Regions from separate parts of the Zea mays genome. Here region 2 is linked to region 1. A link is a contact called in public Hi-C data. All regions are on one chromosome and are shown on one strand. Each heading gives the region's core, a stretch centred on a gene start, on an enhancer-like site or on the middle of the called end of the contact. The rest is flanking DNA. Distances are from core to core; before and after follow the strand shown.

What was found. A called contact is a pair of places that touch in the nucleus more often than the background predicts.
Region 2: a Hi-C map of tassel shows a contact between it and region 1, with 2.8 times the contacts expected there. The contact joins the promoter of LOC100285758 here to the promoter of LOC100192654 in region 1. A contact is called at or near these places in 2 of 25 Hi-C or Micro-C datasets (ear and tassel).

What each region holds. Positions count from the first base shown.
Region 1 is chr3:163,926,341-163,932,129 of Zm-B73-REFERENCE-NAM-5.0, forward strand. It overlaps LOC100192654, which reads right to left and starts at 3,397. Exons shown (of 7, transcript NM_001137866.2): 1 at 2,989-3,397; 2 at 2,332-2,527; 3 at 1,991-2,218; 4 at 1,470-1,701; 5 at 1,199-1,306; 6 at 840-1,112; 7 at 152-604. The coding sequence starts at 3,148. The coding sequence ends at 320.
Region 2 is chr3:164,140,810-164,146,396 of Zm-B73-REFERENCE-NAM-5.0, forward strand. LOC100285758 reads left to right here and starts at 1,804. Exons shown (of 6, transcript NM_001158648.2): 1 at 1,804-1,923; 2 at 2,052-2,101; 3 at 3,148-3,210; 4 at 3,538-3,628; 5 at 3,817-3,921; 6 at 4,128-4,393. The coding sequence starts at 1,857. The coding sequence ends at 4,219.

The DNA of each region.
Region 1 (5,789 bases), core at 2,147-4,646:
CCGTAGATCATCACAATTCACAAGCTTGAGGAGGTTGGCGAACATTGTCAAATCGTACCGAGTGATAAAAGATACTCCTCTGACAGAAAGAAACCAGAAACCTCACGACACATAACATAAAGAAACCAGAGCAGTGACAATCAGAAAATTTAGAATCAGGACTTCTTTTATTAATCTAGAGTTCTCATGAAACCATGCCTTATTCCACTGGCAACAGTCGCAGTACAAGACAGAACACCGCACGGATACCATGTTAATTACAGTGCATACAACAACAGGGATTCTCCAGCAGCCTGTTAATTACGCCGAATCCTTGACCTCAGATCCATATATCAGAGGTGCAGTCCCCACCAGGATATCTCATCTCGTGGGCCAGGGCAGGACCATCAGGCTCGGTGCCAAAATCGACGAAGAAGTTGGGGTTGACAGCCAGGCCTCCTTTCTCGGTGTCGACATCGATCTGCAACATGTGGGAGCCCTTCTTGACAAGATCATCACCGAAAAACTGCTCATCCCATCGGCTGAAAAGTGAGTTTGTCACGTATATCCTCTTGCCATCCAAGCTCAGCTGAATCATCTGTGGCCCACCTCTAAGTCGATGACCCTGATTATAAAGAAACATGCAGTGAGTCAGAGTAATCAAAATTCCATTGTATTTCCATATTGTTTCGTTAGGATTCAAGTGTGCCAGTAGTCTAGCTTAGCAATGCAAAAAAAAAAGGTTTGTAGAAATGGATTGTAGTAACTTCACAATGAACAAACCGTAACCACCACTAAAACCCAAACCGTAATAATTATGAAAATCTTGTATTTTAGAAGGTTTTAAGAGGGGAGATTACCTTGACTTGAGGCACATTGTACTGCTGTTCCTGACCATCATCAGTAACATAGACGACATCACTGCCCTTCTGAAGAAGACCACCAACCCATACTTGTCCAGCCAAGAAAGGCTTTGCGGGATCCTCAATGTTGTACTGCCTAATATCGCCATGAAGCCAATTTACAAAGTAGAGATAACGGTCATCAAGAGAGATGACGAAATCAGTTATCAATCCTGGCATTTCCGGCAGAATCCAGTTGCGGACCTTCAGTGGTTTCACAGAGATAGCAACCTGCAAGCACAGCAATAGGAATGTAAGCAAGTTGGAAAATCAAGCCCATTAAGTGGGAAAGAACTTATCATGTAGCATGAACAAACCTCATGGCTCCACGATCCATCCGCGGTCTTGAAAAATCTCACCATGTTGCTTGTTAAAGCACAGCCAACATAGCCAGTGTCCTTTGATGGATCATGTAAAAACCTCACCTGCAGGGGAAACAAACAAACAGAGAAACATGTCACAACAGGTGGAAGCACCATATATTCCGGTAGCATTTACAAAGAAACCATGATAGCTCAAAGGTAAAAATATATAGACCGATGCCAAATTATTCTTGCAGCAGCTTCAACTTATTTAATATTATATTACCTCAAGGGGAAGGAGTCCAGTGTCACCTAGATCAAGTGTCTGCTTGAGCTCACCGCCAGGCCAGTCGTACACATGCAGGTGCCTTCCATACAGGCCATCCTGGACATGTTGAAGATCGAAACCTGTCCTGAACGCTGCAGGGGCTCCCCATGACGAACTGATCATCGTCTTGTGGCGAGGCTGGTACCAGAAGTCATATCCAAACAAGGGACTGTGACCTGGCTTTTCCCAACTGCATGTAGCAGAAACTTAATAAGTAATAAAGACACTGAGATCATCATAATGAATCTGTCTGTTTTTCACATGTCAAGCAATTTTACCATACATCTGCAGTTAATTTAGAGCACATTACATGAATCACACCCATCATACAAGTCTGGATCGTGTGCTCTTATGTTACTGTGACATGGCAAAGTGTATAACAGCATGATGTGATTCAACAATAACAGGCTATGCTCTGTAATTGGGCATAGTAACATGTTACACTTCAACAGCGATGGGCCTAAACGTTAAGAACTTACCGTCCTTTGACATTAAACTCTGAATCCAACAGCAGGAAGCCATTGCCAGCTGCATTCCCCTCCTTGTCCCCAAGGCAAGAAATCATAATGTCGCCAGACGCAAGGCAATGAGACGTGTGAGGGAACCCAAGCCCAGTATTCTCAGCAATGTCCTCAGACTCAACCACCTTATGCAAGGATGGCGCCCTTGGGTCTGTCGCTGTGTCGACGACATACACACGGCCTGACCTGCAAATAGCCATTGAAGCGGCACCACAGATTCTCAGTCCTGAGTTCAGCAGTCGAGTAAGACAGCTGATATATTCATCTGATCATCTCAATTTATTTGATGCAGTACTCACAGCAAGGAAGGCAGGATCAGGAAGCGGCGCTTGGCCGATGGGTCACCGTGGCAGGAGCTGCAGGAGTTCCAGCCAGAGTGATGCAGCTCGTCGCCGATGTGGGTGACCGGGAGCCTGTGGATCACCTGGGAGTATGTAGGAGAGCTGGGATCCAAATCCACCGTCGCAAGGTAATCCGGCTTGTTAATTCCAGTGCCTGCATAATTCATGTGTAGCCCACTGCACCCATGAATACAAAATTCACAACAAGGCGAACATCTAATCTCTGCAGTGTTCACATGGTTTGTGTGCAGGCGTTCCCCGGAGTAGAAAGTAGAAACCATGTGAACCCCTGTAAAGTCTTAAACTATGGAAACAGAAAGTATCATCTCATCTGTAAACGACATGGAGAAAGGCCTATTTAATCGAGTTCCAAAACCATTGGGGATCCATGCGGGAACAATTCTTGTCCGGTGCAGCCTCGGCTAAATTATATAAAAGGGTCGCTTTCCAATTTCACCCCACCTATCCTGTACTAAATAAACGTTACGAATTGAATTGCTCGCTGATGAGCTCCTGACTAATCATCCAAGATCTACGCGCACGTCCCCATATGTCCGCAGCAGGATCCTCCTGGCTACAGTCCTACAGGCATGGTGAGGCAGAGGAAGCACGCACCGTTGTAGACGCAGGTGACGTAGACGAGCTTCTCCCTGGGGCCCTTCTCCATGGCCTCCAGCGGCGTGGCGTACCCGGGCCCCTTGGCGGCGTGGCAGCACGCTTTTCCGTTGGCCGCTGCCGCCGCCGCCGCCGTCTCCACAGCTGCTGCTCCCGCCATCTTTTCTGCCGGTCGCCTGCCTGAGCCGGTCCGGTGCTGCTGTGCTCTCAGGTCGCGCGCCGCCACCTGCCGTTCCGGCGAGCTAGCTAGCGCTGCGGCGTCAGGGTCACGTACCGCCGCCGGGCCGGGGGGCTGGGGAGGGAAGGGAACGGGGAGATGGAGAAGCAAAGCTGCTCACTCACTCACCCCGACCGCGGACCACCCGAACCGGACAAGAGGGAGAAGACGATACGGCTTGGTGTGGGGGCGTGGCTGCGGCTTCTGCGAGGCGAGCAGGCGGTGGCAGGCCTAATTATAGCGTTCCCGGCTGAGACGTGGAGGCATGAAGTTTGTCGATTGCGCGCCGCGATTCGTGCGGAGGAGGCGGAGCATGCGGACAGGGGAGGTGGGCGTGAACATGGGCCCCACGGCGTGGCGGGAGCGAGGTGTCGTGGTATCTGGACGATAATGCGGGCGGGTGGGATCCAGCCAGCGTCAGCGTGGGCGTGGCCCCGCCTCGGGAGAACCAGGGAGGACGACGCACGCACGGGAAACGGAACGGAGAGCGAAGCCGGCGGGAACGACACGCCGCGCGACGGGACGCCGTGCGCGATGTGCTGGCATAACACAAGTACACAATCCCTCGCGTCGACGGCGTCGTCATCACCTCCGCCTTTCCACTGTCCTGTCCTGGCATAGGTTTCGGCAGCGTCAAAATAAAAACCGACGCCATCTGCTGCACTTGGATGCTTGCTCTCTGACTCGTGACTGTTGGTGCCGCTGTGAAGTTGCGGTGGTTGCTTTATCGACGCACGCAGCGAGCTGATCCTGGATCGGACTATCGAAGAGAGACAGACATGGGATGAGATCCGATGACACCGGATCGAGCAGGATCCGGATTCATCACAGGAGTAAAAAGTTGCCTGCACGCAACGCACGCAGGACGCCGGCGGCGGCACATCCGAGCGGCTAGCTGGCTCGATCCCCCATGGACACTATATACCGTGTGATTGGTTTCCCAGCTCCCAACGCTCAGGCTCCTCACAAGCGTTGACTGCGCCTGCATTTCTGATTGGTTGGCTGCACGGCTGCGCCCGGGCCTGTATGTGAGGGTGCAAACAAATCTATTTTACGCTCCTTGGCCTGCATGGGCTGGGAAATAACTCGCGCCCGTTTCCACTGGTGCAGGCCCGCGTGAGCAAGGCCCTATGGCTGCCGGCAACCAATCAAGAGGTATTTGCATCGCTGCCGCTGACAGAGGGATATGCATGGCACTATGGCAGGTAGGACTAAAATAGTGGTGCAGCTGAGTCTCGCCTCGCGCCCACAGGCATTATCTTCCCATATTGCTTAGCTGACCAGGATCTCAACGGGCTCCCATTATTGCTCTGCTGGAGTATATTTTATTAGCCATGCAAGCAGCGCATCGGAGACGTGCGTGCTTTAGCTTGCCATTATCTTATTAGCTTGCCACGGAGTACGTAGGCACAGGCAGGCAGGCAGCGGTGTGGAATACTGGAATCATTGGATTGCATGAAAATTGTTGAAAGGCTGGATTCTGCAAGAATTGCGCAACAGAAAAAAAAAAAGTCCACCTTGGCTTCTATGTTCTGACTCAACATGGGGGTCGACCTTTCCAGCATCTTGATGATCCACTGCACCATACTTCTCTCCCCTGTCCAGATAGTCACCCGAGAGCACGAAACATTACGGAATTTCCACAAACATCGAAGAGAGCCGATAGATCCAAATGTCATAAAGCTCATGCTTTTTATTAGCACTTTTATTGTTAAGTAACGGTGAGATAACCATTGGGGATATGTGATAAGAACACACGTGACTTGATCCCAAACTCAATCTAACTTCGAGGGACATCTAAAACTCCTTAGCTCAATACAGTTCAATCCAGTGTCGATTGATTACACCAAATCTCAATAGCATAGATATAGGAGTTCAAAACATATGTGGATCTCCGGATTAGGGCTATTACAAACTAGAGAATAGAAAGCTAGATAGCGACTACAATAAGAAAGCCAAATAAAATAAAAGCTCGAGAGATAGCTGCAACAAACAGACCCCATCTCCTATTTATAAAGGGCTATTCTATTTTCCTAAACTACATGTAGATACATGGAGGTTATCCACTTAGTCAGGGGTGAAATGTACTAACTCCTAGGAAAAATGATCTGACGGCCACACGCTCTTCACAAAGTTACTTGCTTTGCCACGACGCACCCTTCGCGATAACGCTACGTGTCGCCTCTGATTCTCGTTGGAACCGCACTTCGGGTTTTGAGGCCCAAATCCAGCCAAAACCAGCGAACTGCACCATAGGGTGGTTTTGAGGCTCAACCATCGAAACCACCGTGGGTATCGCACCTCGTGCGCATCCCCACATCTTGTACACATGTCCCGCCAGTCCATGACCGCGTCGGCGGCACAATCCACTCCTCTATGTCCTCGTGTCTGTCAGCACCTCCAGGTGTCAGCCACTACGTCTAGTCGCTCAGCTTCTCCAGTCCCTCAGTCACGACCCATCACTCGTCCTTCACCGCTCCCGGTCCATCAGCACGAGCCCACATGATCTTCACCTTTGTCGTAGACCACCGTCTCTAGGGCATATTTGGTGTGGCGCCTAAGCCGTCGCCACACCGCGCCACAC
Region 2 (5,587 bases), core at 554-3,053, 210 kb after region 1:
AGGTAAAATCTTCGATTAGATCTTCGTACTTAATCTGCTCCAACAGATCACTTTCAATTTCTAGTATTTCTTGTGTCATGGTAGAATGCAAATAGGTTTTGACCAACTTGAGTTTAGAAAAACTCTTTCCGCAGATGCAACGGTTACAGGAACTGTTAACAAAATTCGGTATGCAATAACAATATTGGAAAACACCCTAAATGTTTCACATGCTTCAAAATGTCAAGAGGGCCCATAGATTCCTTAATTAAATCTCGGATGAGTTTTAACTCCACAAACAATTCTTTTCCTTCAATATCTGAATGTTCTCCACTTTTGAGTGTAGCCTCAAGATTCATAGAACAAGAAAATAATCTCTTATCATCCAAAGAGCGCAACTTATATGAAGTAAACAAGAAACCAAAAGTCTTTTCATACCCCTGGTATTGTTCAAAGGCCTGTTTGGAAGCCTGCCCCGGGCGCCACACCGCGTCACACTTCGAACGCCGCGGGTGTGGCGCCCGAATCGGCCGCCACACCGCGTCACACTTCAAACGCCGCGGGTGTGGCGCCCGAATCGGCCGCCACACCTTAGGCGTGGTGCGGCGCCGTAGGTGCCTGTCCAAACAGCCCCCAAATCTTCTAGTCAGTGACGTGATCGCTTGATCAACAATAGCAAGAAAATAAGTTACCCTAAATGATTCTTGTGCAGATTGTGAAGCAATAAAAGTATCTTCAGGGGTCTCATCTAAGCAATATAGTTACCCTAAATGATTCTTGTGTAGATTGGATCAAATATATCATGTTGAAGGCTGAGAGCATAGAGCCGATTAAAAAAGTTGAAAGAACTTGCCTGGCGTGCTTGCTAGTTAATTCAGAGCAAAGCAACTTGGACTTGGCTTCACGCGGGAGACAGGGTGATGATGCTGTAGCCTGTACACGTTGCTGCCGGTGATTCTCTTCAACGGCGATGTCGGCGCTGCCGCTGGTGATGGCAGGGCGACAGGGATGTTTTGCGATGGAAGCCAAAGGGGCAGGTACGCGGCCGCGTGTTTCTTTGCCTTCCTATGGAAGCCACCAACCGAGAGAGGCTAGACTAGTTAGAATCGGATGGGATATGGGCTGACTGAGCTGCTAGTATACAATACATATACGTGAAATGGAGGCCTCCAAAAAATAGGGGCCCTGTGCGGTCGCCCATTTTAGCCCTCCTAAGCGACGGGGCTGCTTCATCCTCCGCGCAGCTACCACCAATCACAATTGCAAGGTGACAGAAATGTATAATCACAATTAATCCTAAAAAAATATTAAAATTTTCAGGATTAATTGTGATTATGTAATCATGATTTTAACCTTTTATTTTTTAATCACTCATTCTGATATTCACTAATAGTGTTAGGGTAAATGACAACTTCGTTTTCAAAACACAGGGGTAGAATCACAAAGTTGGAAAATGATGGATAAAATCATAATTGTAAGATAAGAGAAAGACATAATCATAATTAACCCTAATTATTATAGGTATGAAGAATGTGGCGATTCTACCAAAAATAATAATAGAATAGATACATGACCCGACTCTCCTAAACTAAATATACGTTGATCCCGCCCGCGTACCTACTCGTGCTAAACAATCGTATCCATTCCTTCACAATGTCGCAGCCTCTCAGTCTCAGGCCATGGAGAAGTTTGCAGCCCAGCAAGAAAGTGGACGTCTCCAACCCTATCAAAAATGGGCCTTACAATGCGGCAGGGCCAGGAGCCCACAGAGAAGCGGTTCCAACCCAAAATACGTACGGTCGTCTGTTGGACGGCACTGGTGAAGTCGAAGTCTCGAAGGTTCCAGCGAGCGACTGTGTCGAGCAGGAGAGAGCGCGATGGGGAAGATGCGGCAGCTGATCTGCCTCGTGGCCGCCGTCGCCGCCGCGGCCATCCTCCTGACAGGTGACGCAGGGTCTTTACCTCTAAACTCGATCGCCTTGTCAGAGCCGTCCGCCCCTCACAGCCTTGCTCCTTCCCGTTTGCCTTGACGTGCTCTCCTTTTGAAACCATTGCTTGTGATTTGTATGCAGCGTCGGCCAAGAAGTCCGGCGACGTCACCGAGCTTCAGATCGGCGTCAAGGTCTGTGCTCCGTAACCGCGGTCAACTCTCCTCGCCAGTTTAATTGTTTGCTGTCTTCGCGGATTCTGGCGGATCTTGGATTCGCCGGTTTCTTCATTTAGCAAAAAATATTTTGTGAATTAGTGCCTTCGAAAAAGTCTGTAGACTCCCATTTCGTGGGCGTCAGTTGAAATCTCTTAGTAAAGGATGGCAGAGTTCAAACTCAGAAAGGGGTCGGCTTCGATGATTCTAGTATATCGAGCTACACACGGATCTGCGACTGCAAAATCTGTAGCCTTTTCTTCCCCTTTAACGCAACATTCTTGAGTCATCGAATGAGTTTCACTTGAATTTTATATGTGTCACTCAAAGATGAATACAGGAAACGATTGTGGTACTGTTCTGCTAGTCAAATTCATGTAGTCGATGCTCAAACAGTCAATCTAGAAGAGGTCTAATCTAAAATTTCCTCGGCTAGCCTGTGTTAAAGATGGTCTCCCTGCATATTGCTACCTCTGGAAAAGAACTTTATCGGACTAGTACCTTATATCAAGATTCTAGACCACGCTGGGTGATGGTTGATGGCCTCCGGTCACAGTTGGTCCTCTTAAGGGATAACCATTGTAATGCTGCTGAAGTTGTCTGTTTAGGGCCTTCTCCAAAGGATATATATACCCTCTGTTATGGGTTATCGCTTCCCCTTCAGGCCTTGTTTGGGTACTCTAGTATTCACCCCAATCCACATTTGTTGAGGTGGATTAGGGTGTAAATTAGGGGTGAATACTAGAGTACCCAAACAATGCCTCAAAGTTCAAAGTTCAAACAGAAAACTAAGAATCATTGGATCATGATAGTGAGAAATATAATATTTGGTTACAATCCAACGTGTTAGTTAGGGATTGTGATAGTGGAGAACTGCATGTCATCAGCTTCTGCTTATTGTTACACAATTACCGTACAATGAAACAATGAGAACAGGCTGTGGTTTTCTTGTTATTACATTTTGAAAGGAGGTATCCTTTTGTTCTGTGTGGCATTGATTTTTCTCTTGCTTGTCTTCCTTTCAGTACAAGCCTGAGTCATGTACGCTGCAAGCACACAAAGGAGACAAAATTAAGGTTCACTATCGTGTAAGTACCTGATCTGTATGCTTTTTTAGCCTTGCTCTATTTTCCACATTGACTTTTTTTTTGTTCAGTGATGTAGCCCTGTAAGGGATTTGCTCATGGGTGCTATAGATATGCCTTAACTCACACAGTTAATATAGTCACGCAAAAGAACTGTGCTATTTGCTTGGGAGTATGATCTTTATAGATTCATAATATCTTGTCTCATATATGGTTTTGCCTTTTTCATGTTCGATTAAAAAGCACTCCTCGTCGATACTTTACCTGCAGTGTCTCTTTCCTCTTTTTAACTCTCTTTGTTATTTAGCTGAAAGGCTTGATATGCTGCAGGGGACACTCACTGATGGATCAGTTTTCGATTCTAGCTATGACAGAGGTGACCCGTTTGAATTCACTCTTGGAAATGGCCAAGTGATAAAAGGTTACTGTCCTTTCCTATAGCCACAATAAAGTTTCCATGTTTATCTGTGGTCCAGTGTCCATACTAAACTGTACTGGGATATAATATAAGCATACGTCACCCAAAAAAAAATGGATGAAATGGCATATGCCATTTATATGACACGCAACCTTAAATCCGCCAACTGACTCTGTCGTTTCCATCTGTAGGTTGGGACCAAGGATTGCTCGGTATGTGCGTGGGTGAAAAGAGGAAGCTAAAGATACCTGCAAAGATGGGTTATGGTGAGCGAGGCTCCCCACCAAAGATTCCAGGTATGGCTGATGATTTGTCTGCTTGCATGCTGGTTTCCATGTGACGAAATGAATCCTGTAGATTCTCTCTTCTTTAGCGTAGCCATTTTACCTCATCCCTGAAGCCGCAATTCACAGTCTCTTCCATGGACTTTAAAGCCGTGTGCTCCTAGGGATTTTTTTTTTGATAAAGCTAACAGGAAGTTATGTACGTGCTCAATAAATAGGTGGAGCAACTCTGATCTTCGACACGGAGCTTATCGCCGTCAACGGGAAGACATCCGGCGGTGCAAAGGCAGAGAGTGACAGTGAGCTCTGATACAATGCATTGGAGAGTTTCAAAGCTCGGGGGGGAATAGTAGCAGCGTCGCATAGTTCATTAGGTGAAAGGGTTGCTGTTTCCTCCACATAGCAGTTTATGCTATAGAGATGTCACAGAAACAAGTCAGGTTTTGCCCGATGGTCGAACAGTTTCCTTTCCATCTTATGAAAACTCGAATTTGTCTATAAAGCTACCATGGTCTTCAACATTGCAGCCCGTTTAAACTGTCGTTACATCGATCCATGGCTTGGAGAGAGAGAGAAAAATCAAAATGTAGTGGGCGTTGCCAGCCAGCCTTTGCTTTTCCCTGATGTCTGTAGCTCTGCCTTCTGCTGTTTGCCGTGCGCAGAAGAATGTGTACTAGCTCTGCCTTCTGCCAGAAACATTATCACAAGCTGCTGAGCTGAGACGTGAACTGGCTCAAAGTTCTCAGATTCACAGAACCCGTGGTGACGACTGGCTGTGCGGCGCAGAGGTCGAGCAGCTTGTGTTGGGATCTCATGCGGTTTGTCTTCGGCGCAAAGGAATATAAGTTGCTGCGTCCGCTGCAGGAAGTAAAAGGCGTGATGAGCCGAACATGTTCGTCAGCTCAGGAATTGCAGTTCTCGCTGGCTGGACGCGATGACGAGGGATAACACTAGTCGCTATAAAACTCAAAAGGCAGAATGGGTGCTGTCGCCTGCCTGACGCGCCATGCTCTCGACTGTTCGTGGTGCGTTCATCTTTTGACCTCAGCATACACGCACTGCACACGCACACAGCAGGTTGAAGTCCGTGCCGCCAAGCGCCTGCACCAGTGCCGTCTGAACGTGTCGATGGAGCACAACAACGGAGCCGTCTGAAAAAGAAAAAGGTGTTGAGGTTGGCGAGCCTGAAGAACCGACGGGGGCATGCATCCGCTTTGACCAATTTCTACGTGAAGGACGCCGAGAGTCGTGCATCAGTGCATGCATGCACGGACGCCGCCGTCTCGTCTCTTCAGGCTTGACACCCGCGCAGGCTTTGCTTGCTTGCGCTTCAGTCTCGGGTTTCACACTCACACGATCGACGGCCACATGTGATGAGTCAAAGCTGGTAGCTGGTAGCGCCATCGGCCTGGGTCGGGAGCTCCACGGATTTGACGTGCTTGCGCGCATGAGCGCAGACACCTTTCTCCCTCGCTCCGTCCATGTCTTTTAGCGTCCACGACCAGTCGGCCACGGGTGACGAGACGGTTCACGGTTGGCATGCATGCATGCATGGCATGCGGTGAGCAGTGCGCGGCCGCGGCCTCAACCTGCGACGAAGAACGCGCCGCGCGCGCGACGACTCCGGTGTCCGCTGTCCGGTCCGCCTCGCCGTGGCGTCGTCGCGTCCTTTCCGAGT